Linked DNA regions of Mus musculus: all the other regions are linked to region 3. The links are chromatin contacts, called in public ChIA-PET, Hi-C, HiChIP or PLAC-seq and Micro-C maps. All regions are on one chromosome and are shown on one strand. Each heading gives the region's core, a stretch centred on a gene start, on an enhancer-like site or on the middle of the called end of the contact. The rest is flanking DNA. Distances are from core to core; before and after follow the strand shown. Region 1 overlaps Ifngas1 (Ifng antisense RNA 1). Region 2 has its middle 21 kb from the start of Gm34045. Region 3 holds the start of Dyrk2 (dual-specificity tyrosine-(Y)-phosphorylation regulated kinase 2). Region 4 has its middle 20 kb from the start of Ifng. Region 5 has its middle 17 kb from the start of Ifngas1. Region 6 holds the start of Ifng (interferon gamma).

What was found. A called contact is a pair of places that touch in the nucleus more often than the background predicts. ChIA-PET counts read pairs in DNA pulled down with a chosen protein or histone mark. HiChIP or PLAC-seq counts read pairs in DNA pulled down with a chosen protein or histone mark.
Region 1: an RNA polymerase II ChIA-PET map of memory CD8 T cells shows a contact between it and region 3, with 117 read pairs. The contact joins the enhancer-like site here to the promoter of Dyrk2 in region 3. A contact is called at or near these places in 1 of 15 datasets of contacts at CTCF or cohesin (large pre-B cells), 1 of 484 Hi-C or Micro-C datasets (nephron progenitors) and 9 of 115 datasets of contacts at active chromatin or transcription factors (DN3 thymocytes, the NIH/3T3 cell line, bone marrow-derived macrophages and 6 more).
Region 2: a Hi-C map of liver shows a contact between it and region 3, with 3 times the contacts expected there. The contact joins the enhancer-like site here to the promoter of Dyrk2 in region 3. A contact is called at or near these places in 5 of 39 promoter capture datasets (embryonic stem cells, hippocampal neurons, liver and 1 more), 1 of 15 datasets of contacts at CTCF or cohesin (the NIH/3T3 cell line), 7 of 484 Hi-C or Micro-C datasets (the G1E-ER4 cell line, cerebral cortex, embryonic stem cells and 3 more), 7 of 115 datasets of contacts at active chromatin or transcription factors (bone marrow-derived macrophages, embryonic stem cells, epiblast stem cells and 3 more) and 1 of 9 other capture datasets (liver).
Region 4: a contact with region 3 is called in a Micro-C map of embryonic stem cells, with 4 times the contacts expected there. The contact joins the enhancer-like site here to the promoter of Dyrk2 in region 3. A contact is called at or near these places in 2 of 484 Hi-C or Micro-C datasets (embryonic stem cells and spermatogonial stem cells) and 1 of 115 datasets of contacts at active chromatin or transcription factors (bone marrow-derived macrophages).
Region 5: an H3K4me3 HiChIP or PLAC-seq map of bone marrow-derived macrophages shows a contact between it and region 3, with 4 times the contacts expected there. The contact joins the enhancer-like site here to the promoter of Dyrk2 in region 3. A contact is called at or near these places in 12 of 39 promoter capture datasets (the C10 cell line, the HPC-7 cell line, cranial neural crest and 7 more), 12 of 484 Hi-C or Micro-C datasets (the AML12 cell line, Th1 cells, bone marrow-derived macrophages and 7 more), 21 of 115 datasets of contacts at active chromatin or transcription factors (the 230-238 cell line, the NIH/3T3 cell line, T-cell acute lymphoblastic leukemia and 17 more) and 3 of 9 other capture datasets (adipose tissue, embryonic stem cells and pancreatic islet).
Region 6: a contact with region 3 is called in an RNA polymerase II ChIA-PET map of memory CD8 T cells, with 136 read pairs. The contact joins the promoter of Ifng here to the promoter of Dyrk2 in region 3. A contact is called at or near these places in 1 of 39 promoter capture datasets (embryonic stem cells), 1 of 15 datasets of contacts at CTCF or cohesin (pro-B cells), 1 of 484 Hi-C or Micro-C datasets (myocytes) and 2 of 115 datasets of contacts at active chromatin or transcription factors (large pre-B cells and memory CD8 T cells).

What each region holds. Positions count from the first base shown.
Region 1 is chr10:118,532,486-118,536,047 of GRCm38.p6, forward strand. The region is part of intron 1 of Ifngas1 (Ifng antisense RNA 1); the gene reads right to left. Among named protein-coding and RNA genes, the nearest start is that of Ifngas1, 22 kb to the right of the region's middle. Within about 2 kb of position 1,811, at least 4 of the 459 cell types and tissues checked have an H3K27ac peak or open chromatin away from gene starts, as enhancers often do. A contact at or near this core is called in memory CD8 T cells, where this site is marked.
Region 2 is chr10:119,159,884-119,163,424 of GRCm38.p6, forward strand. No RefSeq gene overlaps it. Among named protein-coding and RNA genes, the nearest start is that of Gm34045, 21 kb to the left of the region's middle. Within about 2 kb of position 2,223, at least 32 of the 459 cell types and tissues checked have an H3K27ac peak or open chromatin away from gene starts, as enhancers often do. A contact at or near this core is called in liver and rod photoreceptor, where this site is marked.
Region 3 is chr10:118,866,888-118,870,443 of GRCm38.p6, forward strand. It overlaps Dyrk2 (dual-specificity tyrosine-(Y)-phosphorylation regulated kinase 2), which reads right to left and starts at 2,016. Exons shown (of 3, transcript NM_001014390.2): 1 at 1,834-2,016; 2 at 1,263-1,411. The coding sequence starts at 1,882.
Region 4 is chr10:118,459,692-118,463,169 of GRCm38.p6, forward strand. No RefSeq gene overlaps it. Among named protein-coding and RNA genes, the nearest start is that of Ifng, 20 kb to the left of the region's middle. Within about 2 kb of position 1,785, at least 20 of the 459 cell types and tissues checked have an H3K27ac peak or open chromatin away from gene starts, as enhancers often do. A contact at or near this core is called in embryonic stem cells, where this site is marked.
Region 5 is chr10:118,571,527-118,574,971 of GRCm38.p6, forward strand. No RefSeq gene overlaps it. Among named protein-coding and RNA genes, the nearest start is that of Ifngas1, 17 kb to the left of the region's middle. Within about 2 kb of position 1,550, at least 10 of the 459 cell types and tissues checked have an H3K27ac peak or open chromatin away from gene starts, as enhancers often do. A contact at or near this core is called in the AML12 cell line and bone marrow-derived macrophages, where this site is marked.
Region 6 is chr10:118,439,458-118,442,732 of GRCm38.p6, forward strand. Ifng (interferon gamma) reads left to right here and starts at 1,589. Exons shown (of 4, transcript NM_008337.4): 1 at 1,589-1,808; 2 at 3,003-3,068; 3 at 3,156-3,275. The coding sequence starts at 1,698.

The DNA.
Region 1 (3,562 bases), core at 561-3,060, 330 kb before region 3:
CATCTGCCTGCCCCTGCCTCCCAAAAGCTGGGATTAAAGGCATGCTGCGTCCAGCTCTTAACTGCCTTTTACCTCAAAATCTGTCTCTGTTTTATTACTTCTTATTATGCTTTTGCCTACTTGGTACAGTTAGTTTGCCCACATGGAGAGACTCCATTTTACTTTGCCATCATTTAACACTTACCTGGTGCATTGCTCAGAGGTAAGGGTTTCCAAAGAAATAGAACCAATGTGATGGTGGTGGTGGGGATGTGTGTGTGTGTGTGTGTGTGTGTGTGTGTGTGTGTGTATGCATGGTAGCAGATTGGTTTCAAGGAACTGGGTTATGGGTTTGTGGAGGCTTGATGCATCCACAAGCTAGAAAGGAAGGCGGGTGGACTGGAGGCTTCCTAAGAGTTTCCTCTCAACCCCTTTAGCAGAAAAAGTTCTAGGAATATCTAGAAAGATACATGTACAAACAGGTACATACTGATAATATGCACTTGATTACAGAGACATTTATTTTAAAACAATTCCTGAGTGTACAAATAATTTTTATGTTCATTAAAAATGAAAGAAAAATTTGCACACTAATGAATAGATTAGTTGTATATTTTATAATAAGAAATCTTGGCTGAATACTTGATCCTGCAGGGCACAGAGGATATTCAATGTTTTTCAGAGTGGAATCATATTTAGATTTTATAGCAGTTAGTACAGAGAACACTGCTTTGTATAAATGCTAAGTACAAAATAGCAGAGGCATATCTGGGGTCCCTTCAGAAACGGTTGGAAATTCTCTCTTAATCAGAGTCAAAATTCATTTAATTGCTTTTAAAAATTGAAATTTACATAGCATTTTTAAAAATGAAACATTTGAACACAATAAATAAAACCCAATGACACTCAAATTTGATACTGATATGTTGAAGAAATTAATACTGATATATTAAAAGTCTTGTTTTCTCTAAATCATAATTTTCTTAAGTACTAAGTTTCTATGAGAACTGTATAAGTATGTATAATAAAAAATACTGGAATTTATTTTATTACCTTTGGGTAATTTGGAGACAAGGGTCTGTTTGGATTCATAAAGCTATTACCTCATACCATTATTAGGTTAAGAACCTATGTCAAGACAGCTCATAGGCCCTAGTAATAAACCTACTACTACTACTACTACTCCTACTACTAATACTACTACTACTATATTGCCAAGTGGACATAGTATTAAACTGAGTATTAATGACTTCTTATTAAACCCATAGATCAATAAGTCTTGATCAGCCCTCATCTGAAGAGCTTCTCCTTGTATACGTCGTGAGTAACACAGTGACCCACAAATGCCCAAAGCACAGATAATGGGGACTATAAAATGCTCAGCCCTAAAGGAGTTGGATAAGGGGGTTGAATATGATCGACTATGACACTGAAACTGTCAAAGAACTAATAAAAAAAACAACAAAATACACATCGGGAGGGGGCCTTTTAGCTTCGAGAAGCAGATGCTGGTAGAAAAGGAGGTAGCCCCTGTCATGGTTACACTACCCAAAATCTTTCCTGGGCAGAAGTGTTGCCACTACTGAGTCTTATAGACTAGGACCACAGTCTCCTGTTCAGCCATCCACAGGCTCTGAGTCAATCCCAGGCACCACGGTGGTGGGAGCGCTCACACCTGCATTGAGGAGGCCGCGCCATTCAAGTTTTCTCCTTCCATAGTTTCTTTGCATCTTGTTTTCATCTAGTTTGTCTGCTTGGCCGTTCATAGTTCCTTCCTTTCCCCCAAGAGAGCTCTGAAGAAACCAAAACCCCAGATACCACAGAAAGAGCAAAGCTCTTGTTGTTTATAGGCAACGCAGGCTGCTTTTCCTTCTGTGTTTGATGACAGAGCCCTCCCCACCCTCTGCGCATCCTGATTGTCTTTCTTTACTGGAAAGGCCCCCATGCTTGGGCTATTTTATGCATACGACAAGATGGCAGCAGGTATGCTCAGTGGTATCTAAATGTACATCAGTTACATTAGCTGAATCCGAGTTCACAGAACCAGAGCAGCTGGACCTGTGCAGGGTCTCCATTCCATTAACGCAGGTGGGACCAGCAATTTTGACATGATTCCCCATGAAATCTCCTTAGGAGAAACGAAACTATACAAACTCCCCTTTATTCTTCTCCCTCTGGTAAAAGGAGAACTGTAGGCAGTAGCTGTAAGAGAAGGGAAGGGAAGGTTGCCTCATTGTTGATTAGGTCAATAAAGACGGCAGAAACCAGTGGCTGGGTGAAGCATAAGGCAGGACTTCCAGGCTGGACAGGAAGAGATAGGGATGCAGGGAGTTTGGATCAGACTGTGGAGCAGAGAGCAGACATGCAACTCTTGGGGACTGATAGTTTGTGGCCTCTGCCATGAGGGGAGGTCAAGGAGGATAAGGCAGGATATTTTCACCCAGCCTTTGAGTTGTCTAGTCAGTTCCAAAATATAAAAGCCTCTAGTGGTTTCCTTTCACAGGGCTAAAGGGAGCTAGGTGAGATGGCCATTGCAGCACCTGGCAAGGAGGAATGGGCAGAGCTCTTGGGAGTACAGGCAGCAGTGGTACTCAGAGCATAGCAGGGGATCTTGGGAAAGCACTAGCTAGCCATGGTGGCTGACTAGATGGCCGGTGAGCAGCGGCTAGTCCCAGAGCCTAGCTGGAGCAAGCATGTCTTTAAAATTATGTGCAACAAGTATCTCCCTGGTCCTTTCTCATCTTCAATTGCCACTTCTCTGTTGTGTCTAATCTACTCACACCCTTCCCTTCATACACGACTCTCACGGTACCGAACTTAGAGTAACTCAAGAATGCTGGTGGGATTGGGAAGGCCCATTGTGTGTGGGTCAAAGCATAAGGATGCGTTATTGACAAACCCATCCATCCAGTCGTGGCAGGAGAATGAAAGCGGCTTCCCTTACTAGCCAATTTATCAGGTCCTTATCACGAAGATGGAAACAAGAGTGTTGGAGAGAATGAATAGAGACAGTCGATGGTGTGTGTGTGTGTGTGTGTGTGTGTGTGCGTGTGTGTGTGTGTATGTGTGTGTTTGAGTGTAGGGGAGGGTAAATGTAGTCAAAACACATTTGCACTCATATAAAACTGTCTTTATGAAACACATCGCTATTTTTAGGTCCTCAGTTAAACTGACACTTGACATGTAGAGTAAAAAACTTAGCAAGAAACAAAACCAAAACAACCCGAGCTTTCAGTCTAGAGACCAGAAATAAAGTAGACAGAAGAGTTTGATGTCAGGGCATACGGATTGGCCTCTCACACTGCTACCAGGGGCAGAGGGTTTAGGAAGCTGTTGTGTCCTCCACTCAAACTCTATCATTCTCTATGAGACATTCTAGCTTTGTAGGCTTAGCAGGCTAAGCAGCAGTGGTTCTCGGCTCTCATAAGGTGGGCTGCCTCTCTTAACCACAAGCCAGGCCAGCGAAGATCCCTTTGGAGCCTCTCATTTGATTCTTTAGTACTATCAGGGAAGGAACCACTACCAATGAGCCCGAGTCTCGGTGTGATGTGGTCCAGCTCTTCTCTCCATCCTTGCCTGCTAG
Region 2 (3,541 bases), core at 973-3,472, 290 kb after region 3:
AGAGTTCTACATCTTCATCTGAAGGCTGCTAGCAGAATACTGGCTTCTAGGCAGCTAGGATGAGGGCCTTATAACCCACAACCACAGTGACACATCTACTCTCACAGGGTCATACCTTTTAAGCACTCCTTGGGCAGAGCATATACAAACCATCACATGGTCTAAGTGGGGTAGAAATCCAAAATAATATTTACTACAGCAGAAATCTACCATGTGACAAAAGCTGTGCAAGGCCACACATCTCCTGTTCCGTGTGTCACTTTAATAAAGGTGCCTAGCTCTGGAATCCCAGTTGGGTACACTCACACCATCGTAAGACAAAAGGCAAAGTGAGTTTATATGAAACTTGATTGGAGTATGAACGCAGAGAACCAGTTCTTCCTACCCTCACCCTCACAGAAATGCTACCGTATTAAAAGCCAGGAGATACGTGTGTGTAGACTCACCCAGGCTACGAGATAAAGCCCAGAGGAGAGCTATGTTGAAATTCTGGTTTTGCAAGGCCTGTTGAAGGCCTGCCAGGAACTTGAGATTCAGAAGGGCAGTTTCTGTTCCCAGTAAAACATGTCCTGTAAGGAGCTTTGCCTTAGGGTTTCTACTGCTGTGAAGAGACGCCATGACCAAAGCAACTCTTAAAAGGAAAACATTTCATTGAGATTGGCATACATGTTCAGAGTTTCAGTCCACTGTTGGAAGAGGTTCAGTCCATTGGCAGGAAGCATGGCAGAGCACAGAGAGACATGGTGCTGGAGAAGAAGCAGAGAGCTCTACATCTGGCTGGGCAGGCAGCAGGAAAAGAAAGTGAGCCCCTGGGCCTGGCTTGAGCTTCTGAAACCTCAAAGCCCACCCCAAGTGAAACACACTTCCTCCAGCAAGGCCATACCTATTCCAACAAGGCCACACCTCCTCATAGTGCCACTCCCTATGGGCCTATGGTGGGGGGGGGGGATTTTCTTTCAAACCACCACAGGCTGGAATTAAAAAGGTCAGCTTATCCAATGAGTGTGAACCGGGGCTAGGGGCGTGGCTTAGGCAGGAAAGTGATTGTCTTCTAACCCAAGCACTGAATATGTTCTCTAATATATGTGTTAGAAAGAGAAAAGGGAGATGGCTCTGCCAGAGGTCCTGAGTTCAATTCCCAGCAACCACATGGTGGCTCACAACCATCTGTAATGGGATCTGATGCTCTCTTCTGGTGTGTCTGAGGACAGCTACAGTGTACTCACATACATAAAATAAATAAATCTTTTTAAAAAGAGAGAGAAAAACAAACAGAGAGGGAAGTGGGGAGAGAAAGAGAGAGGAGGAGGGAGGGAAAAAGGAAGGAAGGAGGGAGGGAGGGAGGGAGGGAGGGAGGAAGGAAGGAAGGAAGGAAGGAAGGAAGGAAGGAAGGAAGGAAGAAGCTGACATGAAGAGGTATGGTGTGATAGTCTATGCCTATAATCCCAGTATTTGGGAAGCTCAGGCAGGTGGATCAGCAGTTTGAGGTCTACATAATAGGGTATTGTTTTCCCCTCTCAAAAATTTTTGTTTTGATTTCTTACTTTAAAGGGACCCCATGAGGTCTTCATTGCGTCAAGCATCTTCATGAGTATTTGACCTCGGCCCAGCAAGTGTGTGATAAGAACATCTACCCTTCACACAAAGACATGGACTTGTGTGAGTTTGTCAGAGTGACTCCCTGCCATCAGGTACCCTAGCACCTCCTTCTGAACCTAAGAATTGTCCCACAGAAGGGACAATCAAAGTGGCATGTCTCAGAAATATACAAATAATTCCAACCACTTAGTTTTTCTAAATGTGGAAATCAGTGATGAAATTTTTTTTCAGGTGAGAGAATTGCACCAGAGAAATATTTTAATACCTCAGATCTAAGAATTCACATACTGCCAAGGAACAAGGAAAAGAAAAAAAAAAAGAAAGGAAGGAAGGAAGGAAGGAAGGAAGGAAGGAAGGAAGAAAGAAAGAAAGAAAGAAAGAAAGAAAGAAAGAAAGAAAGAAAGAAAGAAAGAAAGAAAGAAAGGATTTGCATAGTGACCATAGATACTTACAGACACTAGAGGGCAGGATACATGGTTTTATGTTTTGTCAAATTTTCATCTGTTTTCAATTTTAATAAGAATGCAGGCCAGGCTTCCTTTCAGACAGTAAGGGAGAGCACAGTGCTGCACACAGCATGATGCAGACTCACACTGGACTTTGGAGGAGGGAGGGAGGGAAACCACAGAGAGAAGCAAAGGGGACAGCAAGCAGCTCGAGTGATCTACTGATTGAGCGACGGCTTCTGCAGAATCAACCACCTGTGATTTCCTAACGTAGAACCTTTGACCTTGACTTTGGCAGCACAGGGGAGAGTCTTTTCTCATCGATGCCAGGAGAGTCTCTATAATCAGTTACACGGTTGCTGTCTCCTGCTGTTCTGCTTGTCTACCAGGATTCGGCCCGTTACTTCTTACAACTCAGAGCTGAAAAGAAAGTGATTTTAAAAATTTCCCCCAACGTTTCAGAAGACAGTAGCTCAGGTTTGTCATGCCTTCAGATAAATGAATTCAGACTTATTTGGGATGATAGGACTTGACCTCACACGTGAGCATCCATGTTCATGTGTGCATCTGTGTGCGTGTGTGTGTGTGTGTGTGTGTGTGTGTGAATGCATGCTACCATGTGTCAGTCCCCTCAGAGAAAGCCCTCTGCTATCTTTATACAGTGAAAGTGACAAACGGCCTCTCCCTCTCTGTCCTAAGAGTATCAATGCTATTAACAAAAGAGGCTCAATCTCAAAACGTCATAGTCAGCTGAAGGCTCCACATCTAATTCTTTTATCCGATGAGATGTTTCTTGGTGTGTTGCCCAGTCTGCTGGTGTTAAGTCATCTTCCAGGCCCAGCTTCCTAAAAAGGTGGGTTACAGGTGAATGCTACCACGTCCACTTTATTTATTCTTTTCTTTTTTCTTTTCGTGTGTGTGTGTGTGTGTGTGTGTGTGTGTGTGTGTGGTAGTGTGTGTGGGCAGGGGTTGTTTCAAGACAAAAGTTTTTTCTGTGTAGCCCTGGCTATCCTGAAACTTGCTCTGTAGACCAGAGACCAAGCCAACCTCAAACTCGGCGACCTGCCTGCCTCTGCCTCTCAAGTGCTGGAACTAAAGGTGTATGACCACCTCCCCCCATTACTTTATGGTTTTCAAAGAAGGGCTAGAAGCCAGAGCCTCGCATGCACTAGGCAAGTGCTCTGCCACTAAGCCCCACCCTGCTCTGCAACTGTCTGCTCCTATCGATCTTTTTAAAATGTACGCACATGTGCTTCCTAAGGGTTCCCAGCATAGAGATCGGCCCTGAAGATCCAGAGCAGAAGTAAGCGGCAGAGCAGCATGGCCATTGCACAGCCCTGCTCACGCAGGATCGAGCTCTGCTTCCATTCCGGGGTTCCCACTTGATGTGGCAAGAACTGCAATATGGATGTGGCTTCCAAGCCCTGCATAACCTAACTCCAAATTCACTACTTCACACTCGCCACCAGACACTGTCAGCATGTAAGCTTCGCCCT
Region 3 (3,556 bases), core at 766-3,265:
AAAAATCCAAACCTCTAAAACCAATGGCTGTTCCTTTGTAGGATGCCCTTGTGGCAATCACATCCCTACTAACTGCAGGCTCTCTTTCCCAGCAACAGTACAACCCAGATGAGTTAATTCTGTGTATGTCCAGCCCCTAGGATAGACCCACAAGAAAAACAGAGAGAATAACAAAACATGTCTATGAGATTATCTACCTCTCTTATATGTCTCCATTACAAACAACTAAAGTCCACCTTCTTCTCATCTCCTGTGATAAGCAAGTTTCAGTCACACATGATTCCCCACCCCCCTCCCCCAGAGATGCTCCCTGCAGGCCACAAACCATGGGTGGGTGCTCTCAACCAACTTTCACTTGGTAACAAAATCCTATGCCCTGCAAGCAACCTCACATAGAAACCATCCTAGGTTGCTCACGCTCCCAGAGAGCCTTTGGGAAAGAGACCTTTGAAACCACCACCTTCTGCAAGCGCACACCTCCTCTAGGCTCCAGGTCACCATCCAAAGGCCATCGCTGGGAGCCGAGGAAAGGTACATTCTGAAGTCACATCCAGCTTGCCAGTCTCTACAGCTACCAGTCCCAGGCTCCGCTCTCCTCCCCAGGGACTCAAGGGACAGCCCTTGTCAGGTGCCCTTCCTTTGCCACCTACAAAGCAAAGCCCAGTCTTTCCTTTTGAGCAATATCCACGTTGAGAATCCTGCGGGGGGGGGGGGGTTGTTTTGTTTTGACTACTGCTGTAGCTCTTATTTTTGTTAATGTTAATTACAATTTCTGCTGTGCTCAAACCTGTAGCTCTCATAAAACATGCTTACACACGCGGGGGACAATTGGCGGGTGCTCCCTGCTGGCTGGAGCCAGGCCTCGGAGGCTCTTTGGGGGATCGATTTTCCGGGCAGGGTAGGCTAGCTGTCCCCTAACACATACGTTTCTATAAATATCCACTACCCCTGGGGTTGGGAGTAGATGTTTACCGGGTCGGGGGGGAAGGGAGCTCTGAGAAGCAGAGATGAAAAAAGGGGGAGGGGGCGCAAGGAGGAAGTTCCCAGGAAAAGGAGCCTGGGGTGGGCGAGCACCAGAGGGAAGCAAGGGGCCCACGCCACGAATCTCCTTTGTGGCAGCAGCTCGGGGCTCGCCCAAGTTGCAGAGGGCGGCGTCGAGGACAGGCCCCTGCTAGGGGCGTGGAGATTCGGCCCTCTCTTCCCACAGTCGGAACCCAACAAGCCAGGGGTCTGCCTGGCGCCCACCCGAAGCCAGGTCTCACCGTGTGGGCTGTAGTGGTAGCGTTGCTGGCCCGGAGAGGCGGCAGGGCGATGGGGGAGGGCGGGCCGGTCCCCACTCCGCTTCGGGGAGCCCCCGCGCCGATCCCCGGGGAAGCCTGAAGCTGGCGAACGGCGGTGTCCCCTCCTCGGCCTGGGAGCCACGCGCGGGAGGAGACAAAAGAGGGTCAGGGTGGGGGAAGAGAGCCACCCAGACCCCCCGCCCCCGCCCCGGTGGGCAGCGAACCCCCTCTTCTAGGGAGAAGATGGAAGGAGACACCCGGCCCGGGAAAAGCCGGCGGCGTGCGGGAAACAAGGGGGGTCGGGACGCGACTCCCCAGCGCGCACCCGCCAGCTGCAAAGTTAAGTTCGCGACCCGGCGGGGAGCAGTGCTGGGCCGGAGCTCCGGAGCCCACGTCGCCGGGCCGGGGGAGGGGAGGGCGGGCCACCGAGAAGGCGCAGCGGCGGGGTCGCGCTCCGGATGGCCCTCGCTCGACCCGCCGGGTTCGGGGATCCCGGGGCACCAACGCGCGCAGCCCGCGCCCCACGCCGCCGACAGGGTCCCGGGGCCCTTACCGGTCGGGTAGGCGGCGGGAGCGGCGGCCGAAGGTTTCCTGGTTAACATGGCCGCGGGAGAGGAACGTGCATGGCAGTGCTGCCCTCGCCGCCGGTCCCGCCGCTACTCCTCGCCGCCGCCGCCGCCGCCTCCTGGTCGCCCCTCACGCGGGTCACCCGCGCCTCGTCGCCGCCTCGCTCCCGCTACAGCCAGACACACGCAGTCCGCTGCATCCCCTCGGCCCGGACCCGCCGCCGCGAGCCCCCCGCTCTCCTCCTCGCCGCCGCCGTCCCCCTCGTCCTCGGGCGGCTGCTGTACCCCCCGGCCCGTGCACATGCCTCGCCCTCCCCTGCCGCACCGCTGGCCTCCCCGACTCCCTCACATCGGGGCCGCGGGGAGCGGGTTGCGGCCGCCGGGACCCACTCGCTCGGGAGCCTCCTCCCGGGCCCGCGCGCGTCCGCGCACACTCGCACACACGCTCGCCCCCGCGGCTCGCGCCCGAGAAGGCCAGCCCCGCCCCCGCCGAGGCCCCGCCCCGGACTCCCCCCACCCCCCACCCCCGGCCCCAGCCACACAGGCTGGCGGCCACCCCACCCCCACCCGCCACCCCGGGAGTCCCACCCCCTCCGATCTTCCGCAGAGCCGCCCTCCGCTCCCAGGAAAACTGCGACTCCGGCTCGCCCTGTGCCTCCCCTACGGCCATCTGCCCTCTACCCGGGTCCCCCTCGCCCCTGCGACGCCCCTCCCGGCACTACCGCGCAACCTACCGCGGCCGGCCTCCTCCCGAAATTGCTGCAGAGACCACTCCCTCTTCCATCACGCCCCTAAACACCGCTCCTAATGGCTGCTCCCAGACAATACTGCGGCCCCCCACCCCTGGCCCCGACCCTAGTCCCTGTCCCTGTCCCAGTGGCCCAGCCAGCCCCTCTCCCCAGTTTATCATGGAGAGAACTTAGTTGTATGAGGGTCACCTCGGAAAGTCAGGCTCCGAGGAGGGACTGCGGCTGAGCCTGGTGACCCAAGCATGGACGAAGGAAGGGGCTGCCCTTCCACCTTCATTTCAGCCACGCACGCCCTCCCTGATTCACTGACACCGAGTGACCGCTGCCCTCCAGTCGCTAGGACAAGGGGAGGCAGACAGGCGCCTGTGGACCGCAGCTGAGGTAGCAGTTGGCTGTGGGTTGCTAGGCAAAAATAAACATCAGAGACACCTCCCATTTCCTTACAACTCCAAGCCTTTCCCCGGCGCGGCGCGGCCACTGAGACAGACACACCTTCCTTTCAGCTCTCTGCTGCACTGGTGCGACACCTCTGATTCCTCACATCCTCGGAGGAAAAGATTCCTTTTCCCTTTCCCTTCCCAGACACGTGGAGAATTTCCCCGCCCTTTTCATTTGTGGTCTATAGCCTCTGTTTCCCAGAAAGAACAAAAATTTTCTTCTCTGTCGTCGCACACCTTATGCTTTGTCGCGCGTGGCACACTTGTGCACCTTTGTCCACTTGGACAGCCAGGTGTGGAGGGAAAGCTTCAAAAAATCCCAGCAGATAGGGAAGAAAGTTGGACCGCATCCAGGCATGCACTTCCTTCCTGGGAGGTGCCTAATTTCTGAAGTGCTCCTGGAGTCCCGGGTCCATTTTTTACTGTCCTGTTCATTGTGTCTGTCCCCAGGTCCCCGAGAGTGCTGGCCCCAGCTAGAGCAGACTTCAGTCCAGAGGGAGCTACCTCCTGCTGTTCTGTGGGCT
Region 4 (3,478 bases), core at 535-3,034, 410 kb before region 3:
ATGCTTGACACAGGAAGTGGCACTATGTGGAGGTGTGGTCTTATTGGATAAACTGTCTTTGTGGGTGTGGGCTTCTAGACCCTCATCCTGGCTGCTTGGAAGCCAGTCTTCTGTTTGCCTTTGGAGCAAGATATAGAAATCTCAGCACCATGCCTCCCTAGACTCTGCCACTCTTCCCACCAAAATGATAATGGACCTGTAAGCCAGCCTCAATTAAATGCTATCCTTATAAGAGTTGCCTTGGTCATGGTGTCTGTTCACAGCAGCAGACCCTAACTAAGATAAATAGTGCATGACTGAATCTGCAGCTACCCCCAACCCATCTGTTGCTTCTCCACGCCTATTGATGGTGAGCCAGGGTCAGATCACACACAAAGCCAAGTCTTGAAACTTTTTGGCTGGGGACGGCCACACAGTGATGGTACAGAAACCAGAGTTCTCTTGGAACTGAGAAGTGAAGAAACAATTGGCTGATTCCAGGGCATAGCTGTGAGAAGTATGGCTTTGAGTTGTTGTTTCTGAAGAGGAGAGAGTGAGCTGAGAGAGAAAAAGTTCTGTCTTTAAGAGATTTGTTTTTCTCCCTGACAAGTAGCTTAAAGGTCACATGCCGACTAGTATAGGAATGTTCTTAACCACACAAGTTTCAGTTAAAAATCAAAATCAAATGCTGCTAAGGAAACCAGTTTTTATTTTGAACATCAGATCGGCAAATAAAGAAAATTGTAACACCATGGGAGTGAGCGCCTAGAAGTTCAGTGCTCTGGTAGGCAGTGCCAGCCAAACCACAGACTGGATTTTCTATGCTAAAGTGTGGAAACATTTATTTTCATCTCTTTTTTTCCTTATCTCAGAGATGAGACCAGAATGGCATTGTCAAGGCCTGATTCACACCCAACTTCCCAAACTGCTGCATCTCAAATGTCAAACCATGAAGATATTTGGTTTAGGCAGTATCTTGATTGCAGGTCTGTCTAGAAAAGAAAAAAATTTCCTAGCTGTTTTGATCAAAGCTAGATATTTGATTTCTGCTTCTTCTTGGGGGAAAGTTGGCGAGAAACAGGGAGGCTGAAGAGACGATTAGAGAGCTGTCGCATCAGAAGTGAAAAGAGATGTTTCTAGAATGATCAGAGGGTTGGCGGATGCAGGTCAGCAAGGGATTCAGAACCCAACCAGGAGTCAGCATCAGAACCTATTTTAGGTTTCTCTCTCTCTTTCTCTCTCTCTCTCTCTCTCTCTCTCTCTCTCTCTCTCTCTCTCTCTCTCTCGTGTATGTGTGTGTGTGTGTGTGTGTGTGTGTGCATGCTTACTGTGGAAAGCCTAGGCATGGTAATGAATCTTTCAAGGTAGCTCCACGAAGGGATTGGTGTTGCTACTTTCCTTTTACAAGTGAGGAGAGTGAAGCCCAGGACCACTCAGCTAGTAAGCAGCAGACACAAGAATCAAATCCAGATACTTAAGCCCAGAAGCCACACCCTTCTTCAATACACATCTGCTGAAAGAAAAGGAAGCCAGTCAGGAGTGGGGAGGAATCGGACACCTGCTGGGCACTTATGTCCGGGCAGTGAATCTCAAAAAAGAATAAGTGCCTCTCACACGGATCGATGAAATTGAACAGAGGACCCAGATGTTTGGGTCATATACCTACAGACACCTGCTTTTCTACAAAGAAGCCAAAAAGCAACAGTTCAGGAACTCTTCATATGCAGCAATCCTGTATTCTTCAATGGAGTGTCACAGGGTGAGGTGTGGGTGGAGTGGGGGAGGGCTTGGAGTGAGGGTGGGGCAGGGCTTAGGTCAACCACACCCCAGGGTAAGCCCCATGCCCAGGAGCAGTCTGTCAACATGAATGAACTCGGTGGTATTTTTGTGTAGTTTCTGTTTTGTTTTCTTTTTTACCCCCTTATTAGTCTTTTTTGTTTCTATGACGTTTTTTGTTTCTTGAATGAGGGGAGAGAGAGAGAGAGAGAGAGAGAGAGAGAGTTGAGTGGATAGGGTGGTAGAGAGGATCTGGGAGGAGTTGTGAGAAGAAAAAACATGATCAAAGTACATTGTAAGAGAAACATATTTAAAAAAATAAAAAAAGAAATAGGTCTCCTTTGCATGGCAAAGGCAGGGGATATAACAGAATTGGTGTGCAAAAACCGGGGCAAGGGCAGGGCCTGCAGTCCTTTGTTCTGCTGGGCTGCAGCTTCCACACACCCCTCCATTTCTCCTTTCACTCATGGAAGAGCATGTCTCAGTCAGGGCTGCCTTCTGTTCTCCCATTATCCATGGTTATTTTGTGTTCCTGCAGCTTCTGAAGTGAGGAGAGGAAGTCCTTGGTTAGTTGTTGTAACAGCCACTCTGTAACAGGGAAATGTGTGGTTCCCAAGAGAAGCGATGGCTACGTCGAGAGCTCAGCTCTCAGGTCTGATCAGAGAGAATCTCAAAGGAAAGTCGGTGCTGGAAGGAAAAAAGAGACTAGGTTAAAATTTCAAAGTACAAGTCCTATGTTCTATCCCATAACCTTTTAAAATTAACTAATTAATCAATTAATTTTATTATTAAATTCCATTTAAAAATCAGTTAACTAATTTTGGTGGATCTCCTTTTTTTCCCTCCTCTACCTGTCCTGGAACTCAGCTCTTTCTCTGTTTACATGATGGTTCATTTAGGCCTGTTCTTTTGTGACTAAGAACCTGGAGCTGAGTGTATTCTCTTTGCTTCTCCTTGTCAGTTGGAAGGTAACTGATGAACTGATATTACATGGGGAAACAGACTGGATGCAGAACTTGGAGTAACTTATCCTAAGAATGTTGATGCCTTCAAAGAACAGTCTTTAAGTTCAGAAGACTTGATTTTGAAATAACCAAGTTTTAAAGGAGAAACTTCAGGGTGTTTGGGGTTATCCAATGTTTATAGAGCATTAGAGATGAGCCAGGCAATCTGCAAAGGCAACGCTGAAGTGTAAACTACTGTTTTCTTTGGAAAGTCAGTTATGTCAAACGATGTTTTGCTGGGGCACACAGATGAAGGGATGTTTTACTAAGGCAGACATCTGAAAGAATGTTTTGCTGAAGCAGACACAGATGGAAGGATGTTTTGCCATAGCAGACATGTGAAAAGACTCATAATGAAGGAATATAGATAAATACGACCCCACCGACAGTGGAAGCTGGGGCATTGGTTTGCTTTGCTCTGCCCTCACTATTCCTTGCTAACAATACACATGTATTGGTTCACCTTACATTGCATTGCTGAGTTCTGCTTGTGGTGATGTCATAGAGAGAAACTCACCAAAGAACTGCTCAGGAAGTTCCAACTGCTTCTTGTTGCTTCTGTGGCTTCTTCTTGGTTGGTGAGCTTTGCAATTTCTAATGGATTGAACTACCTTTGTTGGTTCCTTGTGGTGACTGCTGAATGGACATAGTCTGCAGCTGCTGGTTTGTGTTTGGTGTTTGCTACTGGACTGAGCTGCTGATATCCTGACAATGAAGAT
Region 5 (3,445 bases), core at 300-2,799, 300 kb before region 3:
TTTGGTGACTGTATATGGGATGGATCCCCATGTGGGGCAATCTCTGGATGGCCTTTTCTTCACTCTCTGCTCCATACTAAACAGAGACACAGTGAATACCCATAATCCATTCTTAATGTTTTTTTCTGAAGTGAACTATTTGCACCACAATCCCTACCTCACAGTTCACTTTTGCCTGAATACAGACATCAGTATTGATGATTAAGTGGCAATAGAGCTTCCCAATAAATCTTTGGATAATCCACTTCTGTGAGGTATTCTGTTGTCAGTTAATGTCCATGAAGAATGAAAGGGAGTTGAAGCTGTCTGTCTGCCTGTCTGTCTGCATATTGCCTGCCTGTCCGCCCGCCCACCCACCTTCCTTCCTTCCTTCCTTCCTTCCTTCCTTCCTTCCTTCCTTCCTTCCTTCCTTCCTTCCTTCCTTCCTTCTGTTCTTAACATCTTTGGCTTTTGGTTACAAAGACAAACCCTATCCAGGTTCACCCACAAGGCCACCTTCCCCTCATCTGACCAATCACACCCAAGTGGACAGGAACTAGTATGCCTGGTTCAGATAAGTGATGATTTACGTTTGGCTCAATTCCTTCTCGGGAACAAATCTGGATTCTTTTAGCTGAGAGGCAGTGGAAATGGTGTGTGTAAGCAGCAATGAAGAAATATCTCATACAGAGCACTATCATTTATGCTGTTTATCAATATTGTGGTAAATATATCAGCTTCCTGTCCCCACATGACCTACTTCCAAGCAGTGGCCCTTTATGAGATTCAAGGGCAATGGTGATATGGAAGAAAAACCACTCTCCTTTGCTTCGATAGTAGCTTTGGTACGACTTTCTCTCTTTTATCTTTCCTTGTTTAATTGTGTGTGTGCAAGTGTGTGTGTCTATGTGTATGTGTGTGTGTGTGTGTGTGTGTGTGTGTGTGTATGTGTGTGTGTGTGTCTGTGTGTGTGTGTGTGTGTGTGTATGTGTATGTGTGTGTGTGTGTTTATGTGTGTGTGTGTGTGTGTGTATGTGTGTGTGTGTCTATGTGTGTGTGTGTGTGTGTGTGTGTGTGCTACTAAACATTGAATCTAGATTCTTGAATAGAGTAACAATGTCTACTAATTCGCTGTATCCTAGGTTCTTCCTTCTGTGTCTTTTCCTTCTGAAATAGTTTTTTACTAAATTGCCCAGGCTGGTTTTGAACTCACTGTGTAGCCGAAGCTGGCCTTAAACTTGTAATCCTCCTTCCTCAGCCTTCACAGTAGCTGGGATGACAGAGCACACTCCCAGGCCCTGCTTAAGATGCCATCATTGAGTTTGTGTCCCTGTGTCTTTTCATGAGTCTTAGACAACTTTAGCAAATTTATTTCTGATTCAATCTGAGAAAATCCTTTTTTTTTTTTTTTTTTTGCTATAGTCTAAAAGCCATAAACCATACTAATTAGTCCTTGCTTGTAAAGGGGCCATGCTCAGCTGACAGCATCCTTTGTGCAGGTGTAAAAGGAAGATGGAATCTGAAACAATAAAGCTATTTAGAGGAAACTTGCTAAATGAAATCAAAGGCCGGTGGCATTCAGAAGAACAAAATCTGAGCTCAACTGAGGTACCACAAATAGTTCCTCACAAGGAGGTCTGTAAGGAGCCCTTGGGAAAGAGCTGGGCTTTTAGCATTGAATGCTGCCTTCCACAGATGTAACTGTGGATCTTAAAATACCACATGCAAGTTAGTTGTTAGGTCAGAGCGTATTCAACTTGACATGTGCAAGGATAAAACAAAACAGAACAAAACAAAACAGAACAAAACAAAACAAAACCTTACTTTCTTTTTTGAGGACCTTCACTGGTTGAAAGAACTTAATAAATCAACGTTCCTGCTAAGTTACTTATTATTAAACAGCACATGATATTTGTTTCCACAAGAACAACTCATCCTTAGTCAATGCGGAACTGACACCATCAAGAGACAGAAATAGAACACTGGCCACTCATATAGTCAACCAATATGTTAGTCTTGCTATCCAGAGAGCCACACAGAGCAATTGAGGGAATTCAATATCATTGGAAATTCAGCAACACCACTTAATTCAAACTAGAATGTATTCTGTCCCATAAAACTTTATGAAGCAGATATGGTTAATTCTGATAATTCCATTTTTGTAGCTTATAAATCTTTTTAATACTTCTTGAACAGTCACAGATAATCTAGAGAAATAATGTGTCCCATGGTTTTCTGTCAGGCTATCTCCACTGCTGCAGATGGTTTAGCTCTTAGTCTTCTTGACCATCATAGTACTGTATATGGAAATGAGGGAGAGTGTGGGGGAGGGACAGAGGGAGGGAATGGGGGGAGGGAGGAAGAAAGAGAAATACAGAGAGAAATACACTCACAGAGGGAGAGAGGGAGAGGGAGAGGGAGAGAGAGAGAGAGAGAGAGACAGACAGACAGACAGACAGCGAGACACAGAGGCACAGAGACAGAGACAGAGACAGAGACAGAGACAGAGACAGAGACAGAGAGACAGAAAGACAGAGACAGAGAGACAGAAAGTTCCGCTACTTATTTCATTCTAGTTTAGCTGCTTTGAATGCAAAGACAGATTCTGGAAGCCCAGAGAACAACCTAAATGAAAACTTATCCTCTGTTCCCTACTGTGTCTGTCTGTGGGAAGGAAGAGTGGGTCCTGGACTCTTGGTGATGCATCCCAGAAATCTAGATTGGGACTTTCTCCCTGAGGATGTACCCAAAGCTATGAATGTCTACTCAAGAGCTTCAGAACAAGAAATTATGAGCCAGAGGCTGCTATGAATGCATGCCCATGTCATAGGAATTTACAAGAACATAACCTGTAGGTCAAATGCACTTCAGGGTGTCTATGAGTGGCGTCCAACACAAGTTTGTAAACGTACTTAAACATGGGATATTGTGTGTGTTTGTAGGTGTGTATGTGTTTTAACTCTGTAACTGAATTGCATGCTTAAGTGTGACCTTGTTAGATAGCAACTTAGTAATGCAATATCAGAAGACTGGATGTGGCTGAGATTTAAGGCTATCCATCGCTCCAGGTGATTAGTGCTGACTGTTGTTGCTGATCCTGGGGCAGCGTAAAGGAACCTCTGTCACTGTTGGCTCTGGCTTCTACTGAGCAATGGGAACAAAGACTTCCTTCTAGCTCTGGCCTCTGCCCCATAGAGTTAGAAAGTGCATTGCCTTCTCCACGGTAGACCAGTGATTCACCTGTGGGTCATGACCCCTCTGGAGGTCAAATGACCCTTTCACAGAGGTTGCATATCAGGTATTTACATTATGATTCATAATAGTAGCAAAGTTACAATTACGAAATAGCAATAAAAAACAATTTTATGTTTGGGGGTCACTACACTATAAGGAACTCTTTTAAAGGGTCGCAGCATTGGGAAGGTTGAGAACCACTGTGGTAGACCATTGCCTCCTACCATGCTAT
Region 6 (3,275 bases), core at 339-2,838, 430 kb before region 3:
ATAGTTACCTCGTATATGAGACTGGGGAAATTGAGAACCCATGAAGCATAGAAACAAAGTGCTAGCCCTGCCCAGAGGATAAAGTCTGATTTGAAGCTGGAGGCTTGGGGGAGAACCAAAACAGAGGATGGTTTGCATCTGGGTCAAGATAACTGGGTACCACTCTGAGATGCTCAGATGAGGGAAAGGGGGCACATGGCCAAAGGAACTGCACGAACAAGCTGCATAGCGTTGTTAAACATCTGACATTGCCAAATAACCATCAAGTTTTAATTGAGCCACTAGGAATGCCGGGAAGAATTCTCTCAACTTTCCATGGAGCATTTGGTTGAGCCTTTGGCTGAAGTCCGGAAGAAAATGCTAGTGTTAAGCTCACTGTATAAATGTGGAAACTGAGTCACAGATCATAAAGATGCTGACTCAAGACCCCGAGGCTAGAATATGAATGGTTCAAGTCTGCACCCATAGCCACTGTGTAATGTTAATGAATACAGGAAAGGCAGGGATGAATACACGTGGGCTGGCACTGAAGAGCAGAGGGCCTCCTGCCCCATCCTCAAGGATCGAATTTCATAGATAAGTTACCAAAGACAGAGAAGGAAACTTTTAGTGTTTGAACTTGATGGGGGAAACAATTTTCAGTTATTAATCCTTATTTGGGACAAGTGTGTGTCTAGTGCTGGACTAGTCATTGGGATAGCCTTAGCCACATGTGGGTATGAGAGTTAGAAACATGGCTAATCCTGAAGTGATTTCTGCTGTGTATATAGGATAGCCACTAGGCTTTAAATATTTAGTGGCAGAGGAATTGAAACTCTTATTCATCATAAATCTTGATACACATTGATACCTTGGGTGTGTTGAGTGAAATACAATATCTAATGAAGTATTCTTGCATTTTTACTTTTATTTCATTTTGCATTTTTTCCCTTTTATTAATGGAGGAACTAGATGATTTTATTTTACCTATGTGGTCTGCCTTTTCTTCTTTCTGGGCACGTTGACCCTGAGTGATTTGTAGTAGGTATTTTACTAATCACCTCCATTGAAGGGCTTCCTCACCACATTGGCTTTTTAACCATACCCTTTCCTTGCTTTTCTGGTCATTTGCAAGAAAAGTTTGAAAAGGCTTCCCCCATTGCATGGTTTGAGAAGCCCAAGAGTTTCCTCATGGTTTGAGAAGCCCAAGAGTTTCCTTTTATTCAGCCGTCCCCAACCACAAACAAAGGCTCCCTGTGCTGTGCTCTGTGGATGAGAAATTCACATTACAAGGGCAAAAAGGGGGAGACGTAAAAGCAATTTCCAGCCCCCACCCCAAATGGTGTGAAGTAAAAGTGCTTTCAGAGAATCCCACAAGAATGGCACAGGTGGGCACAGCGGGGCTGTCTCATCGTCAGAGAGCCCAAGGAGTCGAAAGGAAACTCTAACATGCCACAAAACCATAGCTGTAATGCAAAGTAACTTAGCTCCCCCCACCTATCTGTCACCATCTTAAAAAAAAAAAAAAACCAAAAAAAAACTTGTGAAAATACGTAATCCCGAGGAGCCTTCGATCAGGTATAAAACTGGAAGCCAGAGAGGTGCAGGCTATAGCTGCCATCGGCTGACCTAGAGAAGACACATCAGCTGATCCTTTGGACCCTCTGACTTGAGACAGAAGTTCTGGGCTTCTCCTCCTGCGGCCTAGCTCTGAGACAATGAACGCTACACACTGCATCTTGGCTTTGCAGCTCTTCCTCATGGCTGTTTCTGGCTGTTACTGCCACGGCACAGTCATTGAAAGCCTAGAAAGTCTGAATAACTATTTTGTAAGTATGAATTCTTAATAATGCTTGTGGTTGGTTGACCGTGGTTGATGTTGACTTGCTACGGTGAGCGCCAGGCTGCCGTCTCTGGTCCCCAGTCATTTTGAGAAGATGGGGTGCTACGTTGCTATTTGCTGGAGAGGTGTTTATTGACTTAATGATCTCAATATCGATTTAACCCTCTGTCCAACTTACTACGGAGTTAGAGGGCAATTACCAATCTTCCCAAAGATAGGCATAGTATAGGTCCAAGGTACAAAGATGCTGATGATTTTGTGATTTCTTATCATTTAGTTGTGATAAAAAATATCCTTACCTCAATGGTTCTTATTCCTTCAGACGTCTTGAAAGTGATAGTGAGAGATGGATATTACCACCAAAACTACGCAGGGAAACAGCTTATCACTTAAAGTAATGGGAGGCAAAGTTCTTAATGTTTCTGTTTAAGAAATGCCCCCCTCCCCCGAAGTTGTTTTACCCTGAGGAGTAATTTTGAAATTCTACTACAATCGAATCAAAGCCAGCCGCTTGGTGAGGTTTAATGAGACTCTATATTTCTCAGAGTTTTCAGGATTTTCTCTTTTGTGATTTTTTTTTTAAATTAATGGTTAACAGAAGCAAATTTTATATCCTTAGAATTTTATAATTTGTCCCAAATGTATATACTAGTATACATATAGCTATTAGCATAATGTTCAAGCATCTACGGTCAATCCTCTCCTCACAGTGTAAATCAAGCTGCCTCCCGTATGTGTTTGGAGCTATTTTTTAAAGTAGCAATGAAGCCCTATTACAGCACAGACTGATGTTTCAGAGGCCTGGACCATAAGGGGGCAGTGTGCACAGTGGGATGATTCTAATGATTTTCTCTCTCCCTTTCTTAATTTGAGAGTAAGTTTCTTTTTAGCTCACTATGGTTACTTGAGGGTACTTGAAACCTCGTCAGCTTTGTTGAGTTTATTTGTGGCCTTGCAGTTTCAAGACTGGGCCAGTACATCCTGCAGCTAAAAGAATGTAACAGTAACAGTGTTTGGCTACATGCAGTCTTTTAGGGGATACTTGTTGTTAGAAGTAAGTGGAAGGGCCCAGAAGGAAACCTGTGACCATTATCAGCACTGAATTCAACAAAACTTGATAGATATTTTCAGGGCAATTGGTGAAATAATTACAAATCAATTTTTTTTCTCTTTTCCTCAGAACTCAAGTGGCATAGATGTGGAAGAAAAGAGTCTCTTCTTGGATATCTGGAGGAACTGGCAAAAGGTGAGTTGAATATTTCTCCTCTCCCAGTTTCCCTGTTGTTTCTAATGGGTCATTTCTTAAAATCCTCCCTTTGTGTTATTTCCCAAGGATGGTGACATGAAAATCCTGCAGAGCCAGATTATCTCTTTCTACCTCAGACTCTTTGAAGTCTTGAAAGACAATCAGGCCATCAGCAACAACATAAGCGTCATTGAATCACACCTGATT